2 separate regions of the Zea mays genome follow, and region 1 is linked to region 2. The links are chromatin contacts, called in public Hi-C maps. All regions are on one chromosome and are shown on one strand. Each heading gives the region's core, a stretch centred on a gene start, on an enhancer-like site or on the middle of the called end of the contact. The rest is flanking DNA. Distances are from core to core; before and after follow the strand shown.

Region 1 (5,882 bases), core at 2,057-4,556, 470 kb after region 2:
TATGTGCAGAACAAAAAGATTTAATCATTTCTAGTTATGAATAAGCTGGCAATAATAGAGAAGTAGCACCATGCCTACGCAGCATTTATGCTTCTACACCATAGTCGAATAACACTAAGCACAAGATTCAACTAACCATCAAGGGAACATAACCAGCACATACAGCAAACAAGAACTTAACTCTATTTTACTTTGTCAATAAATTATAAATCTTAAGTTCTCAATATTGCTAGCACAGATGTCTCGATAATAGAAAGACTCTCCCCACATCCACATCCAAAGATCCACTGCAAAGCACACAAGTACTCTATGAAATCATGTATGTAGTATACAGAAGGGAGGTAGGAGATATAATCACATCATACCTGACGAGTAAGCTCCCGCGCTAGGCGACGCCAGGTAATAACACAACATAGAGCCAAATTCTAAAATCAACTAACTGTTATATGGTCCCAGATTTCCTTGGCTTCTTGCCTCACCTTTTTCTTACTCCAGTACCCACTGATAATAACATCCCATGTCTCCCTCTCAGGGATGCATCTCTCCGACAGCATGTCAAGCACAACACGGGCAGCTTTCTCTATGTTATTTTTGGAGAAGCTCTCAACAAGAAGATGGAAAGTGGTTGGGTCGGTAGAAATACTACGAGTCCTTGTGCTCTGGTAGACCTGAAAAGCCCTGCCAAGTTCACCCTTATCACATAATGCTGTCAGCACGGTATTGTTTATCCTGGCATGCAAGCTCCAAGTCACCCGGTTTGGTTCAATACCGGCAAGAACCATCTCATCCAGGTAATTTGCAGCTTCCACAGCCCTTCCTGCATCACATAGCCCAACAATTAGCTTCCCAAACAACCCAGCATCAGGCTTCCTCCCCTGTAGTCGCATCCGGTCCAAGATCTCCATTGCCTCACTCAGCATGTGCTCCTTACAGAGTCCATCAATCACCGAGCTATATGTGATCATATTTGGCAGTTTCTTCTCCTTGATCATTCTATCCAGCAATTCTAATGCCGATGTGGCACGTCCACCCTTGCACAGTCCATCAATCAGTGAACTATAAGTGACCAGATTAGGCGAGACCCCTCTCCTCCCCATTTCATGAAATATCTTTAAGGCATCATCAAAGCAGCCCTCCCTTGCAAGCCAATGGATAACAGTGGTGTAAGTAACGACGGTAGGTGCAATGCATTTCCCAACCATCTCAGAGAACATGTCGAGGGCCTCCGCCAGGCGGCCGCGGCGGCAGAGCCCGTCGATGATGGTGTTGTAGGAGCATACATCGGGTTTGGGGATGTTCCGGAAAAGACGGAGAGCATCTTCGATGTGAGCGGCGGCGTCGGAGCAGTGGGCCTTGAGGAGGACGTTGTACGTGGCAGCGGTGGGGGCGAATCCGGCGGCGCGCATGTCGGCGAGTAGGGAGCGGGCCAGGGGGAGGTGCGAGTGCGCGACGAGAGCGGCGAGGACGGCGTTGTAGGAGCGAGCAGAGTGGGGGAGCGCGAGGTCGGAGGGGGCGGAGCGGAAGAGGTGGAGAGCGGCGAGCGGGCGGTGCGTGCGGGAGAAGGCGCGGAGGAGGCCGAGGAAGGGAGGCTCGAGAGCGGCAACGGAGGGGAAGACCCCGCGTGAGCGGGAGAGGAGGGAGGTGGCGAGGGGGAGGTGGCCGGCGGAGGCGAGGCGAGAGGTAAGGAGAGAGACGGTGGCCAGAGACGGGGTGATGGGGTCTGGCGCCGAAGTGGAAGCGGCGGCGGTGGCACCGTCGAAGATCGCAAGGGCGCGGCGAGGGTCCCGTTCGGCCCGAACCAGGCGGTGGAGGTGGTCTGCGGTGAGGGTCTTCGGCCATTTGGGCGGCGTGGAGTTGGCCGGCGGCATGGGGGCGGTGGTAAGAGAGGTGTTCGACGGAATGCCGAGGAGGATGCGTGGGCTGGAATGGTCTGAGCCCAGACCTCAACAGCGGGGTTCCAGGACAGCAGGGTCTCCGTTCTGAGGAAGTGATGAGGATCGCACGCCTACGCCACCAGCCGCGTGCCCACAGGCTTTAGGAGGCTTTAGAGGCTGGAGTGTGCGGTTCCCTCCTTCCCGAACAGGATGTCTCGCGAAGTTCACGCCGCAGAGGATCCGAACAAGTTCAAGCGCGCTTCGTCCAATGGCTTCTCCCTCGTACAGGAGGAACAGTCCTATGAACGCATCCGCGGGCACCACGAAAAGTCCAAATCCATCCGCCCCAGCACCGGAACGCAGCTAGTCAATCAAAAGCACAAAAAGCCCACCACCACTCCGCAAGTCCGCAAAGATCAAACCCAAGAAATCTGAGCACCAGCTACGCTGCTAATTATTCCATCCCATCCATCTCTCTCCATCTATCCAAATATTCCATTTAATTTCTTTTCCTCGCTGCTCAGCAGCAGCTGCCGCCGCACAAACACAAAACACACTCCACTCTGCCACGGAAGAAAACAAAAGAAATACAAAGCCTGAGCGAAAAGGGAAGGCGGGGTTTGGTTTTTATTAGCTGCACACAATGGCAGCAGCGATCCAAACCCAATCCCCAGCGCCGCAGCGCGTGGGTAATAATCGTCCCAGTTCGAGCAGTTGCCCTTCCCGTTGCTGTTCCTGGCTTGCGGCTTCCCCAATCTCTCCTCCACATCCCTATCCTTGCCCTCTTCTTCTTCGTCGCCTTTTACCCACCCATCCGTCGCGGCGGTGTTCGTGGTGTTCAAGTTATTGTTTGTGTCAGTGTTCCTTTCCTCCTCCCGGTTCGGTCATCGGTGCTGGTATTCTTCGCCACGGAGATCCGGCCACACATCGATTCGCCTTCTTTTTCCTCGCTCCGCGACGCGGGGTACAATATCGACTGGACTGCGAGGCATTTGGTGCGGGCAGGCGCTACGAGGTGGGGCGACAAAAGTTGTGAAGTTTATGCGCCTTGCTTTGCAGAAGGTGCTCGGATCTAGGTTTCCAGGCCGTCGATCGCCGCCATGGACGCCGGCAGGGACGGGGACGGTGCCGGGAAGGCGCCGCCGAAGGGCCCCGCCGATGCCACGACCGTGCCTCCGGCGCCAGTGGCGGCTTCTGCGCCTGGGTCGAGCGCGGGGACCTCAGGGTCGGGGGAGAAGCCGGTGAAGCGGGTGATGAAAACCCCCTACCAGCTCGAGGTTCTGGAGTACACCTATGCGGGTTTGTGGAATGAGGATTTTGATGAATCCATTCAAATGTTTTTTTTTGTGTTCTTCCTCCCCGCTGGTTTTTTTGGGTGCTTTTATCGATTGAGCATTTCTGGGTGGTTTGCTGCAGTGGAGCATTATCCGTCCGAAGCTAAGCGGCTGGAGCTGTCAGCGAAGATAGGGCTTTCGGACAGGCAGCTGCAAATGTGGTTCTGCCACCGCCGCCTCAAGGACCGCAAGCCACCATCGAAGCGGCAACGGCGGGATGAAGAGTCCGCACTAGCACCAGTGATGCCTCCACCGCCGGTGTTACCAGCACCTGTGATGCCAGTGGCAAGCAGTGACCTTATGGTGGGCGCTCCTGGGCCGTATGATAAGCTGCTGCAGCCGGTTCACTTGCGAAGGGGTGCTGGGCGGTCCTCAGCAGTCCCTAGGATTTCCATGCCGGATCTCGGGAGGAGGTATTATGAGCCACCACCAGTTATGATAACGCCGTTGATGCAGCTCACACAATATGAGCTCCGTGTGATTAATTCTGTGGAGTCACAGCTCGGGGAACCGTTGAGGGAGGATGGTCCAGCACTTGGCATTAATTTTGATCCCCTTCCTCCTGGCGCCTTTGGTGCACCGATTGGTATGCATATTGAAATCTGAAGTCGTTGTGTTTTATGAAAAAGTTTTAAGCTAGTGAATGCTCAAGGTGGCCTGTATGTGGATATGTTCAAGCTTCTCATATGCCATGGCTGAATGATTGTTGATTTTGGACACGTCGTTTTAAAGTATTTGACTTAAGTCACTAATCTTCTGTGTGGCCTTTGCTTATGGTAAAAGAACATTGTATTTGATTTTAGTCAGTTCTTTTTATATTCCAGTAAGTAGATTGATCCAGTATGGTTGGAGAGGCGGATTTAATGATACAAGTATATGGTACTAGTATATGTTATCAGTATGCTGGAGTAGATAATATGGCTAGGGATATGCATGATTGACCGATGAAAATTTTAGATGAGTAAGCGCGGAAATTCACAGGTCTATTATTCGCAAGAGGTCATCCTTGGATTAAGAATAAAACTAATATTCTTTCTATAGATGGGCATTCAGCTTAATATTATTTCTGTATGTGAGGGACCGTCAAGTAATATTTGCACGTCATAAGGTCTCATTGAGCACAGTCATGTTTTACTTCCTGCTGATAAAACTGAGATCCATAATAGTCTCTATTAAATATGCAACCATCTATCCCTATTAATTTGTGTGGCCCATTCTAGACCTTGTTTACATGAGCTACATTTTTCTTATATGGAATATTGGAGTTCTTGTAATATTACCTGTTCTGTTTGGTAATCGTTTTTGTTGTACATAAACTTGGCATTTTCTTGCTCATGCACATCTGAAGTGCCTAAAAATCTTAATTTCTACATTTTGTTTTGGAATTGCTCCACATATGTCCCATCTGTACAACTCTGTCACAACTACTACTTTTAATTCCAAATATAAGTCCATGTAGACTTAGGCACATGAAAGGTAAGGCTTACCATGATCCTATTGCCCTCCAATTATTGCTAAAAAGTTAGGGTAGCTGGCAAGTTTGCTGCATTGTTTAGGGTACATTTAAGCATGGGCAGACATAATAGTATGAAGCCAAAGGTTGCATTGGAGTAGTCATGGATAAATTGGGCTTGTTTGGGACTGCTTCATAAACTCCACCGTGGAGCAGCTCCACAAAAAAACTAGAGTTGTTGGAGCACCCTTTTAGGTGTTCTTGGGCTGCACCTGTTTGGCTTAAAAACGTAGTGGAGCTGAAAAACATGGAGTGGACCAGTCCCAAACAAGGCATATTTGGAAGAATGTTAGATGGACTTGAACTTGGTGTTCGAGGGAGTAAGCGTTTTAATCCCTTTCGGGTTGGAAGTAAAAAACCACCTAACTGAGTTGACCCCTTTGATCTTTTGGATAAAAAGGAGGTGTACAAATGATTTGTGTAGATACTAGATAGCAGCTGTCTTTTTTTCCCTTTCTAGTACACTTCCTTATAGTTCTTAATCATCAGTTTCCTTGTTTCTCAATTCAAATACTTGTTTTTTTTGTGCTGTGTTAATTTTCTGTATTATATTCCCTTTCCGCACTTGATGTGGCATAGGATGAAATTTGGGGCCTATTTGGGATTGTTTGAGCTCCTTGTTTCGCACCTAATTTGGAGTTTGTGGGTTAAAATAAAATGGTTTGTCTTGATTTTTAGTCTAAAATAGGAACACAATGCTTCACCCAACCCCCCTCAATTTAGTCCAATTCCAGCTCTGCAAACTTGTTGAATTTGTGGAGCTAGAGATACCCAGCTTCACGAATTCTTGGAACTGGAGCTCCTTCAAAGAGACCCATCAAGTTACAGTATGTGTGCTGACTGCCTGGAGTTATGTTCAGTTGGTATTGGGTCTATGGCGAGGCCCAAATTAGTTTTAGGGCAGAGTGGAGCAATGCAGCAGCTTCATACAGTTGCTTCATTTATATCCGAAGCGAGGGAGGGGTTAGATTGGAGACAGTTCCTAGCTTCCAAGAGGAAGAATCACGCCCCAAATGTCGTATTGCGCATCCAGTTGTGACATTGTAATCTGGTCGGTGGACAGTGGCTGCCACTAACATCTACTGCAAATTGGCAACTGAAAATATTATGATTGATGGGCCTTGTCTAACTGGTCTACCTGCGCTTTTAGGTCAGTCCCAG
Region 2 (5,330 bases), core at 1,205-3,704:
TGGTTGTGGTCGGGTTCGTTTTCTAGAGATGTGTTTGTGTGTTTAAGAGTTCGGAGAGGTCTCGTTCCTCTCTGTGTACTTGGTACCTTTTCTTCCTTAATGAAATGACACACAACACTTCTGCGTTGTTTGGGAAAAAAAAACCCTGAGAGGACCAAGTTAGAAACATTGATATGCGGATAGGCTAGGGATAACACCAATTGAAGAAAAACTTCTGCGCATTACTGGTTGGGGTAGTTTGTATACCTAGAGAATTGTCCAGGGGTATAACCACATGGAAATCATCAATCCACGCGCCAAAACCATGAACCCAGTTTTAGAACACCTAGTGATATTACTACCATTCTTTCCTTTTTTTTTACATATTTTTAAGCACATTTCACTTTTTTTTTGCTTTTGTTGGTAGCTCATGTGTGGTATAATGAGGCAATGAGCATACCAACACTGATGAGGGCATGGAAAACAGTGTAGTTGTTATAATATCCTATTAACCAATCTATTGTTGGACATATCATCCTATGGAAGAGTAGCTGCAAATATTGCAATTTCTAGTGCCAAAGAGGGCCAGTGATTTGTTGAAAATAAATAATTTAGTACTTTACGCTTATTTATCCCTAAATCATTCCACTATGCAAAAATAATTAGTCAATTAAACATATGTATATCAACCAGAGTGTCACAGAATCAATGGTCGAAAAGTACAAATGAAATTGCTCATATAAACATCAAACAAACGGATGCACTACCAAATCACTTAAAAGAGAAATGGCCATCCAAAGTTGCAACCAAAAAATGTACTTGAACATCTCTATGACCAACTAAACTGCATTGAAAGTGTCCATAAGGAACTCAATCCACAAGAAATAGTGTACACATTAGCATCTGTGAACAAAAAGTAACTCAGGATATCACTATATCAGCATCATCCTAGAAGAATTAAGAATCATCTCTCCAATCCACTAGCTGTAGCTTTTAGTCATGAAACAAAAAGTGTAAAGTTCACTTGCCAAAAGTCATCTGGTTTCCTAAATACCAACCAAACAGCTATGAGATACCCACCGCACAACTTCACAACTTCAACATCCCAAACCACACCAAAATTTCTGATTTCCTAAATACCAACCAAACAGCTATGAGGTACCCACCGCACAACTTCACAACTTCAACATCCCAAACCACACCAAAATTTGCTGGAAAGTAGTCCCCATTATGTTTATCATTGGTATCTTAACCAAGGAAAGTTCAACTCCAACAAACTCATAATAAGCTCGGCATACTCGGCTCAAACTAACATGAGCCCCACATTTCTCATTGAGTAAATTTCACAAAACAACCACATTCTTATCCGTGTCACAAAACTACAACTTCTAGTGCCATTTCAGAAACTACCACCACTTTGGGCACCTTTCTAAACAAACATGCCACCTCTTTGCCTCCTAGGTTATCATGAACACCTGCGGCCACTCATCAGTATCACATTTTTACCACTACTTTTGTTAACTCAGTTTTGCACTATGTGATGCTGACGAGTGAGCCAGGCAATCATAATATTGTAGGAAGAAAATGTGGTAGATTCTGAGAAGGGAGGCAAAGTGGTAGTGGTTCTACAAAACTGACCAGAAGTTGTGTGAAGATTTTAGGACATAAATGTGGTAGCTCGGTGGAATTTACTCTTTCCTTTCCCATTCTCTGCAATAATCACACCCACGCGCACTTCTATTTTAAATAGCACACAAATGCACAATAAAATGGTATATCTGCACAATAATCGCACACCCCAAGCGTGACAGATGCATCTCCTAGCCCCTCGAGATGACTTACCAAAAGCAGCAAAATAATGCTAGTTAGCCTAGCAAAGTTCTCCACGCCATCACAACGTGCATGCACATAACGCAGAGCGATTTAGGCGAATCCAACACCTCTCTGAAGTTTAGCCACTAACCAGACATGGAAACTAAACGACCGTCCATAATCCCGAGCTGAATTAATCATATGCCCATACTGCGGTATCCTTATACGCACAGTTATACTCTTGCAGTCCCAGGTCCCTCATCCAATTACCGACGAAATTCGCACGCAGTGCCGGACGGGGAACTCAAATCGCACGCTCCCGCGAATCAAATTCCTTCGCCCGCACTCCGCCCACTGGCGCATGAATGGCCGGCGCCCAAGTAGACACATACCTTCGCGGCCACACAAAGGCAATCGAGCTAGCCCGAGCGAATCGCGGGTTAGAAATACCGGGAGAAACTGTGGGGAGGTCGCAGGTAGTCACCTCGGGCAGCACGCGATCCGATCAGCGAAGTAGGGGGTGAGCGAGCCAACCGTCCGTCGGAAGAAATCTGCGGTGGGTGGCACCTCGCCTCGGGAATCGCGAGCGGGGGAGGTTAGGGGGAGATGAGCGATCGCCCGCCGCGGTGGAGCGAGCGGAGGGCGATCGGCGGGTGGAAGGGGGAAGCGGATCGGGGGGAGGAACTTGGCGCCGGGGGGAAGGGGAACGTATTTATAAGCTCGAGAAGCTTTTTTTAGCGAGCAGAAGAGTGGTGGTAGAAGAAGAGAGAGGCGAAAGGGGAGAAAGAGGAGAGAGGACGGATGGCAATATTACCCGTGGGTTCGGATATCCGCGGATATCCGACCCGTTGGGTTCGGTTTCGGGTACAATATTTTACTCACGGGTTTTACCCATACCCGACCCGAGGTAACATCGGATCGGGTTCGGATATTGTATTTTACCCGCGGGTACCCGCGGATATCCGAAAATATGTAGACAGGAGAGAAGTAGCCAACTGTGGCCCAATTGCAGGCCCAACTTGTGATCGGCTGGGCTAACCCTAGGCTCCAAGTGACCAAGTCCCACCCGGCCGCCAGCAGTAGGCATCAAGACGAGCGAGAGCGACCCTGCATCCCTGGCGTCCTGCCCCAGCCAGTACTGCAGTAGGCATAAGGCATCCTCCGTCGAAATCAAGGAAGAAAGAAGGAAAGCAACCATGGCGGCAATCGCAATGTCCCCCTCCCCCTCGGCCGCGCAATAACTCGCCACATCCATGCTCGTCGCTCCTGTGCTGCTGCTTCCTTGTCCCTCCACCGCTTGGGCTTCCTGGGGCGCGTTGTGCTGGCCACGGTGCCGGTGGCCGTGGACGCCACCCGCCGCCGCTGTGTCTCCTTGTTGGTGCAGAAGGCCTAGGACGGTCCTCTCTCGTCGATGGCTCGGTCATCATGCAGAGCAGGAACGTGAAGCTGAGCGAGAAGCTCAAGGAGGTGGGTCGGGCGGCGTCCTGCCCAGCCAGTACTGTAGTAGGCATCAAGCCGAGCACAGGTACTGAGCAAAGCTAACCATGTGTTTTTTGTTTGCTTCTGTAACAGTAATTAGATTAATTATGTTTTGTTTTTTCTACCTTGTCATTTGTTTGTGAATCATGTGTTTTATTTGTGTGGATTGTAATTATATCCACGGGTATCCGATACCCGCCCGATACCCGATGGGTACGGGCACGGGTACAAAATCCTACCCGCGGGTATAGTCGCGGGCGGGTATGAGTAATGCCCGCGGGTATTGTCGCGGGCGGATATTTACCATACCCGATCCGAACCCGACCCATTGCCATCCCTAACGAGGAGCAAGAGGCTCTGGTGCGTATCGTTTTTTTGGGATATAGCATTTGCGAGCCCCTTTTTATCCGTCTGCTGTTTTTTTTTTCCTTTTACAATAGAGAGAGGCGAATGGAAAGAATTGACACAAGAGCGACAGAGCGTGTGACGCCAATTGCCCAATCTCTTTGTTTCTGCGTGTGATCTTATGTGCCATGGGACTGTATATAGCATCTTTCATGTGCCTTGTTGGCTGTTGCAATTTCGTTTTTCCCACTATTAGTCGCTGCCATCTAGATGTATTAATAGATCATGATCTAAATGTTTCTTCATAATTTATTTGAGTTTTTAATTAATTATAGTTCAAAACTTAATAGAAATAAAACTCGATTCTAATACGATTCTATCCTTAAATTTTATAATGTAAAATTTAGAGTCTATTATCACTTATATTGTCATCTGATAAACATATTTAGGGTGCTTGTTTTAGAAGCTACTCTATTCCATTATAGGACCTTATTTTGTAATCCAAGCTACTAAAAATAAATCTTTAGGATTAGAAAAGGTCATAGAAAGAATGATTTCGACGGTCACTGGTGGCTCTAGTGGAGTAGAGGTGATGGTGTTCTCTTCACTTTCGAGTAGAGAGATCAAAACTCTCTATATCGGTCTTGTTCTCTATTTATTTATGCGGTGTGAAGGAAGAACATAATCAACATGATTGTTCTGTCCCTGACCAGGGGCCAGCGATAATCTTAAGCTTTTAGGGACATGATCCTTCTAATTAATGTTAATATTATAATATAATATATGTTGGCGATAAACAATCAAGGTGCATCCACAAAAATATTTATATTAAGTGATAAGTATGTATCATGGTATTACCTCATAAATTTCTTCTAACTTGTGTAGATGCAAAGCCATTGATGACATTGCCAACATCAATCTTGTCTAATAATAGATAATATCTTTTCGATGCATAAAGTAGCGAAAGTATTTAACTTTTCTTGAAATATTTTTGACTTTAAATAATCATCAACTTCAACTTAAAAACTTGTTTTAGTTGATGTCACACTGACATAGTAAATAAGATCTAATAAGAAATATAAATATTAACACAACAATTCATTTCTCTAATAACATACTAAAAAAACTCCATGGCGGATATTGTTTCATCTGATAAAGGCAATTGCACAATACTAAGCTCTTTACTTAGATTATTTCAATCAATATAACATGAGCTATTAGAAGAGAAATTGTTAGCCAATTTATTATAATGGTCTTTTAGTTCAATAGAATCCAAGGACCTCAAGGTTGTGGAGCTCATAGACACCCAACTATACTTTTGAATTATTCGAGTTCTTCAAATATACTTTTAATAAACTAATTGCAATATCAACCATAACTAAGAATTAATTAAAATTAAAATTAAAAAAGCCTTCTCAACTTCGAGATTTTCTTTCTCATAATCGGTTCCATTATATTATTTGTGTAGTGGGCCTATCGATATCTCATGAGAAAACACAACTGGACAACATGATTATTTAGGCTCACCCTTATTCCTTCCAAAGTATCAAAGGGGAGAAGGGTGGTTAAGAAAATATCTGCAATCAATTCAAAATGATGGCAAAGATACTCATGTATTGAAACATGTAAAATTACAGATGACGAAGTAAACTACATGCTCACAATAAGCTTTGTCCATTTATATTGACAATGAAGTATTTATGATTACTGTAAAC

Evidence for each region. A called contact is a pair of places that touch in the nucleus more often than the background predicts.
Region 1: a contact with region 2 is called in a Hi-C map of endosperm, with 2.4 times the contacts expected there. The contact joins the promoter of LOC100275629 here to the promoter of LOC100192681 in region 2. A contact is called at or near these places in 3 of 25 Hi-C or Micro-C datasets (ear, endosperm and tassel).

The regions. Positions count from the first base shown.
Region 1 is chr8:153,821,046-153,826,927 of Zm-B73-REFERENCE-NAM-5.0, forward strand. It overlaps LOC100275629, which reads right to left and starts at 3,307. Exons shown (of 2, transcript XM_008656466.4): 1 at 366-3,307. The coding sequence starts at 1,868. The coding sequence ends at 432. It overlaps LOC103636162 (homeobox-DDT domain protein RLT2), which reads left to right and starts at 2,154. Exons shown (of 18, transcript XM_008658510.3): 1 at 2,154-3,173; 2 at 3,291-3,794. The coding sequence starts at 2,975.
Region 2 is chr8:153,350,532-153,355,861 of Zm-B73-REFERENCE-NAM-5.0, forward strand. It overlaps LOC100192681 (putative RING zinc finger domain superfamily protein), which reads right to left and starts at 2,455. Exons shown (of 6, transcript NM_001137887.2): 1 at 2,276-2,455.